Regions from separate parts of the Rattus norvegicus genome. Here region 1 is linked to region 2. Evidence: chromatin contacts called from public Hi-C data. All regions are on one chromosome and are shown on one strand. Each heading gives the region's core, a stretch centred on a gene start, on an enhancer-like site or on the middle of the called end of the contact. The rest is flanking DNA. Distances are from core to core; before and after follow the strand shown.

What was found. A called contact is a pair of places that touch in the nucleus more often than the background predicts.
Region 1: a contact with region 2 is called in a Hi-C map of liver, with 2.2 times the contacts expected there. The contact joins the promoter of St3gal5 here to the promoter of Ptcd3 in region 2. A contact is called at or near these places in 2 of 12 Hi-C or Micro-C datasets (liver and mammary epithelial cells) and 1 of 1 datasets of contacts at active chromatin or transcription factors (oligodendrocytes).

Annotation. Positions count from the first base shown.
Region 1 is chr4:105,690,081-105,694,802 of GRCr8, reverse strand. It overlaps St3gal5 (ST3 beta-galactoside alpha-2,3-sialyltransferase 5), which reads right to left and starts at 1,963. Exons shown (of 8, transcript NM_001398713.1): 1 at 1,792-1,963. It overlaps LOC102556495 (a long non-coding RNA gene), which reads left to right and starts at 2,078. Exons shown (of 2, transcript XR_353381.5): 1 at 2,078-2,307; 2 at 2,651-4,722.
Region 2 is chr4:105,506,205-105,510,453 of GRCr8, reverse strand. Ptcd3 (Pentatricopeptide repeat domain 3) reads left to right here and starts at 2,472. Exons shown (of 24, transcript NM_001134718.3): 1 at 2,472-2,625; 2 at 4,179-4,231. The coding sequence starts at 2,522. It overlaps Polr1a (RNA polymerase I subunit A), which reads right to left and starts at 2,149. Exons shown (of 34, transcript NM_031772.2): 1 at 2,024-2,149. The coding sequence starts at 2,100.

The DNA.
Region 1 (4,722 bases), core at 714-3,213, 180 kb before region 2:
AGGGAGCCAGAAGTGGAGGAGGCACTCCAAGGACAGGTGTTTCTTGAATATTTCCCTAACCATTCACCATTTTGAAGACATGGGGCAATCACCAATGTATGTTAAGCTGAGTGAATTTTCAGAATCGACATAAATGTGTGCTTTTAGAATTTCCTACCAGCCCCCCAGCACGCCATTTTCCAGAAGCCACATCACACCTCCTCTTACTGCTTAAGCCAGGCATGTTGGTACCGGCCTGTAATCCCAGCACTTTGATCAGTGTTCAAGGCCAGTTTTGGATGCACAGTGAATTTAAAGCCAGTCTGAGCTACACGCTATCCCTGAGTCAAAAACCAAACCAACCAACCAACAAAAAAACAGCTAGCAAAACCCCGATCATCTCAATTTCTTCTCAAGTCTCAAGGAAAACGCCATCAACCCTAACTAAGAATGTCCACCTTACAGCCACAGCGTGGACCACATAGCAGATATGGCTGTCAGGAGACTCAGCACTCAGCTCATACTAATACTCTCTTGACCAAACACTCGGAAGTCAGACGATCCCAGCCCTGCAACCAGCAATGTTAGAAACCATTCTGAGCTGTCAGGATATGGAATTACACAAAAGAAACCAAAATCTGCTTCTCTGGTCATTCAACAGACATAGATCCCTCTTCCCAGCTCCAGCATGTATTGGGCTTCAGGTAGAAGAGGATTTACAGTCATAAACCAAGGGAAGGCTTGGCTAGACACCAGAGGGCAGAAGATGAGTGTGAGTCTCCTTCCTTTGTGAGTCTAAAACCCAGTTCCTGGCTGAAGGAACCTGCAATCCATCGGTCCCTGAAAAAGCACAACACATAAAACCGCCTTTTCCTCCTTTTAAGTAAATGACACCTAATTTTGCAGAGGCAAAATATGAATTGAGACTGAATTAAGACGAAAAGGTATAAATGAATTTCTAAATCTCATTTCCAAGTCAGCTAGTGATTCTGCAGAGTTCAATGATGGTTAAAAACCACAAACCCATTGGCCTGGGAGAGACCTCAGCCATCAGCTGGGTAAGTCTTCCAGTACGGACTTGGAGAGCAAGCTCCCCACAGGAGGATATCAGTGTCTGCCAAGGTCATCCAACTGATGTGGGGTAGGGACAAGAGTTCGCTTTGATTTACTGGGGTCCTACCAATTGTTCTCTAACACCCTCTCTGCAAAACAAACAAAACAGCGCACCACGAACGCACCCCCTTGGCAGGCCACAGCTTAAAATTTCCAAAAAACCAAAAAACGGTCGCCCCAATGTGTCTCCTCAGCAGGACTGGCCGTAGAGAGGGGGCAGCGAAGGTCACCAGTGAATTTCTACCAGCAGAAATCTACCCACTTTCACACCGCACGTCTACCCACAAGGATGCCCCAGAAGGGTTCAGGAGCCACTAGTGACCCTGCACAAGGTTCCCCAAGGTAGTCACGGGAGACACTGAGCCAATTCGACTCTGCCGGCTCAGAAGGTTCCAGCAATGAATTAAAGTCCCAGAACCAAGCGATGTGTCGGAAGAGGGCCACTTTGGCCGGACCTGCCACGCGGGGCGGGTCGTCCTTACCCACAGCACCGCGTTCACACCTCGACAGGCTGCGCCGGGGGCGCCCATATAGGCGGCCCGGGGTCGCGACCCTCCGCCGGCGTCCCCTCGCAGGCGCGTCCGGCGTCTCAGGGCTGGGGAGGAGCTGCTGGGCCTGGGGTATGAGTGGGCAAAGGCGGATCGCTGCTGCCTGGGTTCCCCGAGGTCCGCTCTGCTGACTGGGGGCTGCGCCACGTACCTCGGCAGGCAGGTGCCGCTGCTTGGCTTCGCGGCTTCTGGGGCCTCCGCGCCGCGCCGCCCGCCGCCTCCGTGCGCATGCTAGGGAGGGAGCGCTGGCAAGCGGCCAGCCCCGGGCCCCGCGCCCCAGCCCGCCCCCGGCGCCGCGCTCGCGCCCATTCAGCCCCGGACAGTCCGTTCCCCAGCGCGGATGCTGAGGGGAGTGGGGGTAGGCGGGGGCGGGGTCGCGGGTCACGAGGATGCGGAAGGCCAATCAGAGTGCGCCCAGCCCCGCCTCCGAGCGAGCTGTTCCCCCCGCCCCCTCCGACTGCTAGTGGAAAGGGAGCGGGGCGCTGTCAGCCAAGACGCGGCTTGGGGGCGCCAGGCAGCCTGGGACAAGGGGAGATCTCAACTCCAGGCTTGTGCGAGATTAAATGGTGGAAGACGCTCCGGGGAACCTAAGGTGGCTCTGGACCGGTTATAGGCTTTAACTGAGCATCCAATTAAGTATCGGAGCCGTGGAACTAAGGGACTTGAGGTAATCACGTGCTTTATTCGCCAGCTGCCCACTGGTCCTGGGTCCTGAGTCCCAGGAGACAAACACCAGGACAAGCTAGATCAGCGATTCTCAACCTGGAGTGGAACGGCCTTTCACAAGGGTCGCCTAAGACCAAGGACACATATTTACATTATGATTCGCAACAGTAGCTAAATTACAGTTATGAAGTAGCAATGAAAATAATTTTATGGTCAGGGGTTACCACCACAACATGAGGAACTGTATTAAAGGAAAGGGTGGCAGCATTAGAAAGGTTGAGAACGATTGGGCTAAATGCTTGTTACTGTGCTAGTTACCTAAACAAACCAACTTGTTTTTGCAGGAGAGGGAACTGAGGTCTGCGTGGGGCTGAGGGTGAGTAGCTTTAAAGTCATTTGGGGACAGAAGCAGGAACAGAACTTGGACTTGGAGCACTCAAATCCCATTTGTCTGAAAGCTACTGACCCTCTGGTCTCTCACACCTTGTTCTGGAAAGGAAATGTAATACAATTTTTAAAAACATGTTTAATAAATCCCAAACGTAGTGCATTAAAGATGCCTAAAACTGGACTAGATCTCCTTTTTAGGATATTTCTTCCCATGATCCTCTAGAGAAGCCGATAAGAAAGGGATCCAAACCGCAAAGTAAATGATATTATAATGAAGCCAAGCTCCTGAGGATGTAGACCCTTTGTTACTGCATATGTGTGTGAGAAATGCCCTAGCGCCTTCGTTTCTGTTATATTGGAATAGCTTGCCTTCAACCTCAAGAACATTTAACCACAAAGGGGCATTCCGACAATCAGGAGGCACACTTTCCAAGATACAGCTCCGGTTTTCTTGGTTACTGAACAACAAACTCCTTTTTGGGGCTGCTCAAGGTCCCGTGATAGATCTTAGGGCTGTGTGTCAGCTAAAAAGATTGAAGCTTTGTAGTGAAAGCTTTCAGCTTTTACAAACAGGAGGAAAGCTTGATCTAGCTTTTAGAACCCTTTCTCCCAGCTCCATCAGGCACTGCTCATCTTTTACTGAACAGTACCCCCTCTCATTTTGAAGAGGAGGATCCTAGACCCTGAGCCAAGAGCCTTTACCAGTTTTCCTTCTTTCAACAGCTCGCTCAGAGCAGCTGGTTTGCACACATCTTTGTTCTTTCCCCAGGGTGGAGAGCAGAGCAGGGACGCCTTGGGGTGGAGGGATGCTATCTAGGTTGTCAATGCCAAGAGTTAAAAAAAAAGCAGGAAAAAATAGAGTAGGTGGATTTTATTTTCACGGCTATCCAAAGCGACAAATCTCGGTTTTAAAGTGGGGGCACTGGAAATATTCTAGAAAGGAAAAAAAAAGTGGAAGAAAGCTTGGTATATGGCAGGTTAAAGCCCGTGGGTCGGCCAAGACTGGTCAGACAGTAGCTAGCGGCCTGGAATGACCAACAGCTGTAGCAATTGCAGAGCACCTCACTCTCCGCCTATGGGAGACCAGCCTGAGGCCTGTGTATGTGATCAGATGCTCTGACATTTCTTTGTTCTCTCCCACATCTCCCTGCAAGGAGCCCCACCCTCTCCCAGTAAGGAACCCCACCCTCTTAGCGGTAAGGACTGTCCTGGAAGCTGGAAGAACCCTGCCTTGCAAGGGTAGGTGTAAGTTGGGGTTAATGAAGAGTAAGATGTGAACTCTGCCTCCTGTCTTAGCCTCATGGGACATTTGTTTTAAGTATTAACGAGCTCTGTCACCTGGTTCACACTTAGTGAAGGAAAATAAGACCTGCTCCCAAAGTCCTCCAAAGAATACACTTGGATCAGATACTAGATTTCAAAGGTTTACTGAGTGGCCTCAGAGAAGCTTCCAGACTCTGACTAGCATGCAGTAGAACTGCTAATAAGTCAAAGGCAGCAACTATTACTTCCTAAATTCACTTTTTGCATTCACCACCTTAGTTAATCTAATGACAGGGTATTCTGACCCCCTTGTGTGCTGCAACACCCTATTTTGTTAAGTTTGTCTCACTTTTGGCCATAGTCTGTGTATTCCTTAATCTCTCTGGGACCCTTTCAGAGACCCTCCACAGTCAAAATTTTTGTATAATAATCTCATGATGCAAAAGGTGAACAAGACTGCCCATCACTGATCAAGACAACATAGCCAATTGGGTGAGGTGGTATGTGGATGGAAGGACTCCCAGTGTCCAGGAGTAGAGGCAAGAGGATCAGAAGTTCAAGGTCATCTTCAGCTACACAGCCAGTTTGATGTGAGCCTGTGCTACAGGAGACCTTGTTACAACAAAACAAATTACGGCACCAAATCACAAAGGTCCTTGAGGGGGCTGTGGACACAACCCTGTAACTCCAGTTCTAGGTGATCCAATACCCTTGTTGGGCCTGCTTGGCCACTGCATGCATGTGGTACTCAGACATATATGCA
Region 2 (4,249 bases), core at 1,223-3,722:
CAAATTTATTCTGAAGTGCAAATGTAATCAAGCTAACATCACCCTTACAACCTTTCTAGGTCTGCCCTTGGAAAAAGGGTATTTTGTATAACCCACCACAGTGGTTCTCAGCCTTCCTAATGCTGGAACCCACATAATACAGTTGCTTATATTGTGGTGACCCCCAACTTAAAATTATTCCATTGCTATTTCATAACTGTAATTTTGCTTCTTTTATGAATTGCAATGTAAATGTTTGATAGCTGACCCACAAGGAGGTCGAAACTCACAGGCTGAGCACTGCTGACCTACCAAGGTTTCCCTTGATGAGACCCATGCTGAAAGTTTTGGATCTGGCACTGAGTAACTAATGCTCCCTTTTATGGAGTTAGGGACTGATAGCTTTCCTTCTTCTTCAGATTAAATGCCATGCCCTTAAAATGACATGGGTGCTGGGGTCCTGCTCTCTGACTTCACTTTACTCCAGTCACCTTGGCCTCCTTGCTGTTCCTGAAAACCACAGGTAGTGAAGGTTTTAAATATTCATAGTATGTAGAATATTCACAAATGCTCAAAAGAAAAACATGAAAAGCCACCTGTCATCCTCAAATCAATGCAAATCAAAACTACACTGAGATACACCCCCAACCCATTACTATATAATCAAAACCACACACACACACACACACACACACACACACACACTAGAAGGATGTGGAGAAAGTGAAATCTTTACGATGGTGCGGTAATTATGAAAAACAGAATTAACTCTTCTGCAAAAAGCTAAAAATGGCATTAATGTTTGAACCAGGAATTCTGAGTCTGGGTATGTTCACACATCTTACTAGAAGCAGTATTCACAATTGCCAAAAACTGGAAATAGCCCAAATGTCCACCAGTGGATGAGCTGATGAAATGGCATGTATATATACCATGTACTATTATTTACTTAACCCTAAATAGGAAATAAGTTCTGATCTACTTATCTATAATTTTGAGAACAGTATGCTACGTGCATAAGCCAGTCACAACAAGACAGGCACTGACTGATTCTGTTTATTTGAATAGGAACAGTCAGAGTAACTGAAATAGAAAGTAAAAAATGGGGGTTGGGGATTTAGCTCAGTGGTAGAGTGCTTGCCTAGCAAGCACAAGGCCCTGGGTTCGGTCCCCAGCTCCGAAAAAAAAAAAAAAAAAAACAAGAAAAAAGAAAAAAAAAAAAAAAGAAAAAAGAAAAAAGAAAAAAATGGTTGCCATGCGGCAGGGACAGAGAAATGAAGGCTGACTGATTATATATGGAGCTTGCATTTGCAGGGTTAAGTGTTCTAGAGGTGGGGGTAGTGGTGATGTTACCACAGTGTGATGTGACTTTTCGAGACAAGGTTTTTCTCTGTCCACGCAGTTCTGGAACTCACTCTGTAGACTAGATTGGTCTCAAACCAGAGATCCTCCTGCCTCTGCCTCCGGAACACTGGGATTAAAGGCGTACACCACCACCACCGCCCAACGCAAGTTGAGTTTTTAATGCAAGTCTGAGAAGTGTGTATGCTATCGTGATCAAAATGAGGATTAAAGAAGAGCCCCCAGGGCTTCATAACCGGGTTTTTTTTTTTGTTTTGTTTTGTTTTGTTTTTTGGTTCTTTTTTTCGGAGCTGGGGACCGAACCCAGGGCCTTGCGCTTCCTAGGCAAGCGCTCTACCACTGAGCTAAATCCCCAACCCCATAACCGGGGTTTTGATCCAAGATTTAAAAGTTCATCATCACTTGGACCAGGAGAGACTAATTAGGAAGTTGATAAGCATGTGAAGTAATGAGAGTATAATTGACATAAAACTAGTTAATTAATGAGGAAGATGAACGTATGAAAATTCAGCAAGGCAGAAAACCCCACTTTCAGAGCATTCATTCCCACTACAAGCACGCAGGTGCGAGTCAGCCAGACCCCTGCTCCCCGGAATGGCTCCGCTCAAAGCCTTCTGGGAATCGTAGTTCCCGGCTCCAAATTCCACAACCCTGCTCTATACACATCCCACCAACCCCTTACTTGAGCTCCTCGGCCGAATACATCCCGAAGGAAATGCCCTGAAGCCGCCGCCATGGCGTGTGCTTGGAGGCCAGCATCTTCCGAGTCAGTTTTGAGGTTCGTCCCTACGAGAGAAGTTCCAGTCAGCCAGGGAGTACTCCACTTCAAGCTTCTAGCGCAGAGCCACCATGTGTTTTCCACTGCGCTTGCGCGCGGGAAACGCGGCCCACCGTAATGGCTTGGACGAGTTCACTTTTGCTTTCGGGGTGAGGTAGGAGTGGAAAAAAACAGTCTCGAAGTCCTCATTCAGTTTAAAAACAAAATTACACAGGAGACGTTAGGACAGCATTTCAGGTAAATTTGTTCGAGGTGAATAATATGTACTGAACCTTCCGTTGTTAGTCTTACCAAACATGACCTTGTAACCACCCATTTGGAGATGAGATGTTCCACGCCAGCCCCGCCTCTCGACCCTGTAGGCGGAGGGCGTTCCCAACGTGCTCTGCGAGGAGTTCAAAGATGGCGGCGGCAGCGGCTGCTCGCTGTTTGCCCTTTCGCAGCGGTCTTGTCTTGCTGCGGACCACTCGGGAAACGGGTGTGTATGAACCGAAGCTCTGTTGCAGGTAAGAAGACCTGGAGTAAGTTCCGTCTTGCATTTCCCTGAGAGTCGTGAAGTAGGTGAGATGCAAAGGTATTTGCATGCTGCAGGCCCCGCGCTCTCAAGGGTAACACGAGGTAGCGGCGTAATAAGATTTGAACTGCAAGTATTGTTTCAGGAGATTTTTGTTGGTTGACTGTAGTACGATATAGAATTAAAATTGCCCTTTAAACTAGGGCCCTGTTCTCGTGAAGTTTACATTCCCCTGAGTACCTCTACAAACCCCTACACAAATTTCTTTAACCTCCCTCCCATATTCATTTTAACTATGCCAAAAGGAAAGGGCAAATAGATCTTTCCTAAATAAAGGACAGGCTATTACCATCGTGGACTGGATATTATGAGAAACTTAAGCTGAGAAGATTAGGCTTTAGTAAAAAGCAGAAAAGCCTTAAAAACGTCTGACCACAGCCTTTCCATCTTGTGATAATTACAGCTGAGGACATAATGTAATTTCTTTTTACATCCTTCATACAGTGGCCTGGTGGAAGTATGAGAGGCATTTAGAGGTAGTGTAAACTCAATTTATTTTTGTATATTGATCCAAAAACTTCATATGAGCTAATTACACACTACTACTGAGTTAAAACTTCATATGAGCTAATTACACACTACTACTGAGTTAAAATCATCTATCCAATAAAAACTTATGCTTAGTGTTATATTCAGTTGGCTGATAGTAGACAAATCTTTAGAGTGAATTTTAAGTAGTAATAACTGTCTGAAAGAACTGTAGAGAAAACTGGAAGGAGAAAACCAGCTCCACAAAGTTGCTGTGTGGCCATGGAGGTACAATCACACAAAATAATAAAAGCTTTTTAAAAATAGGTAAAACAATACCTTAATCTTTGTGGATTTATTTTAGGATATTAAGTGTGAAGTTATCCATGAATATGATATTCTGAAACTATTCTGCACAAAAATAATTTTTGAGGTTCTGAGATCATAGTGGTTAAAAGACTTAAGTTGTTAGTATATTGTTAATTATTAAAAGTAGTGGACTATAATAAAGCCATGAGTGATCTTAGCTTTGTTCTGATTGCTTTAAGTGAGGTAGGCTTTTGCTTTCTGGGTAGTGTCTAATAAAAACAACTCAACTGAATTGATTCAACTCAGGTTCATTTCTCTGTATTTCAAATGAGCTGTTCAGATTGTTCCAATGCTATTGAATTTTCCCTTTTTAACCTGGATTGTTCGGTAACGAGATTACATGTTTAAATCTGTTTAAATCATGTTTAAGACTGTAGCTTAGTGATCCAGAGCTTGCCTAGTATAGTTGAGGCTCTGGTTTGATTTCTAACATCAGAAAGCAGTGAATTAATCAATCTTGACTGCCTGTTATATATGCATTGAACATGCTGTTTTGACAGTATCTTCCCAGTACATGTTGATGTTAGGTATACAGCCTAGTCTGTTTGACCCACAGTAATTAGAAAATGGGGCTCAAAATGTATGCGTGCAGGTAGAGATGAGCTCTGAGCAGTACTAACATTAGGATTTGTTTTATTTTTAATGCAGATTTTATCCTGGAAGTGAATCCCTCCCAAAGGTTGAAGGAACAGATATAACAGGTATTTTTAAAACTATGG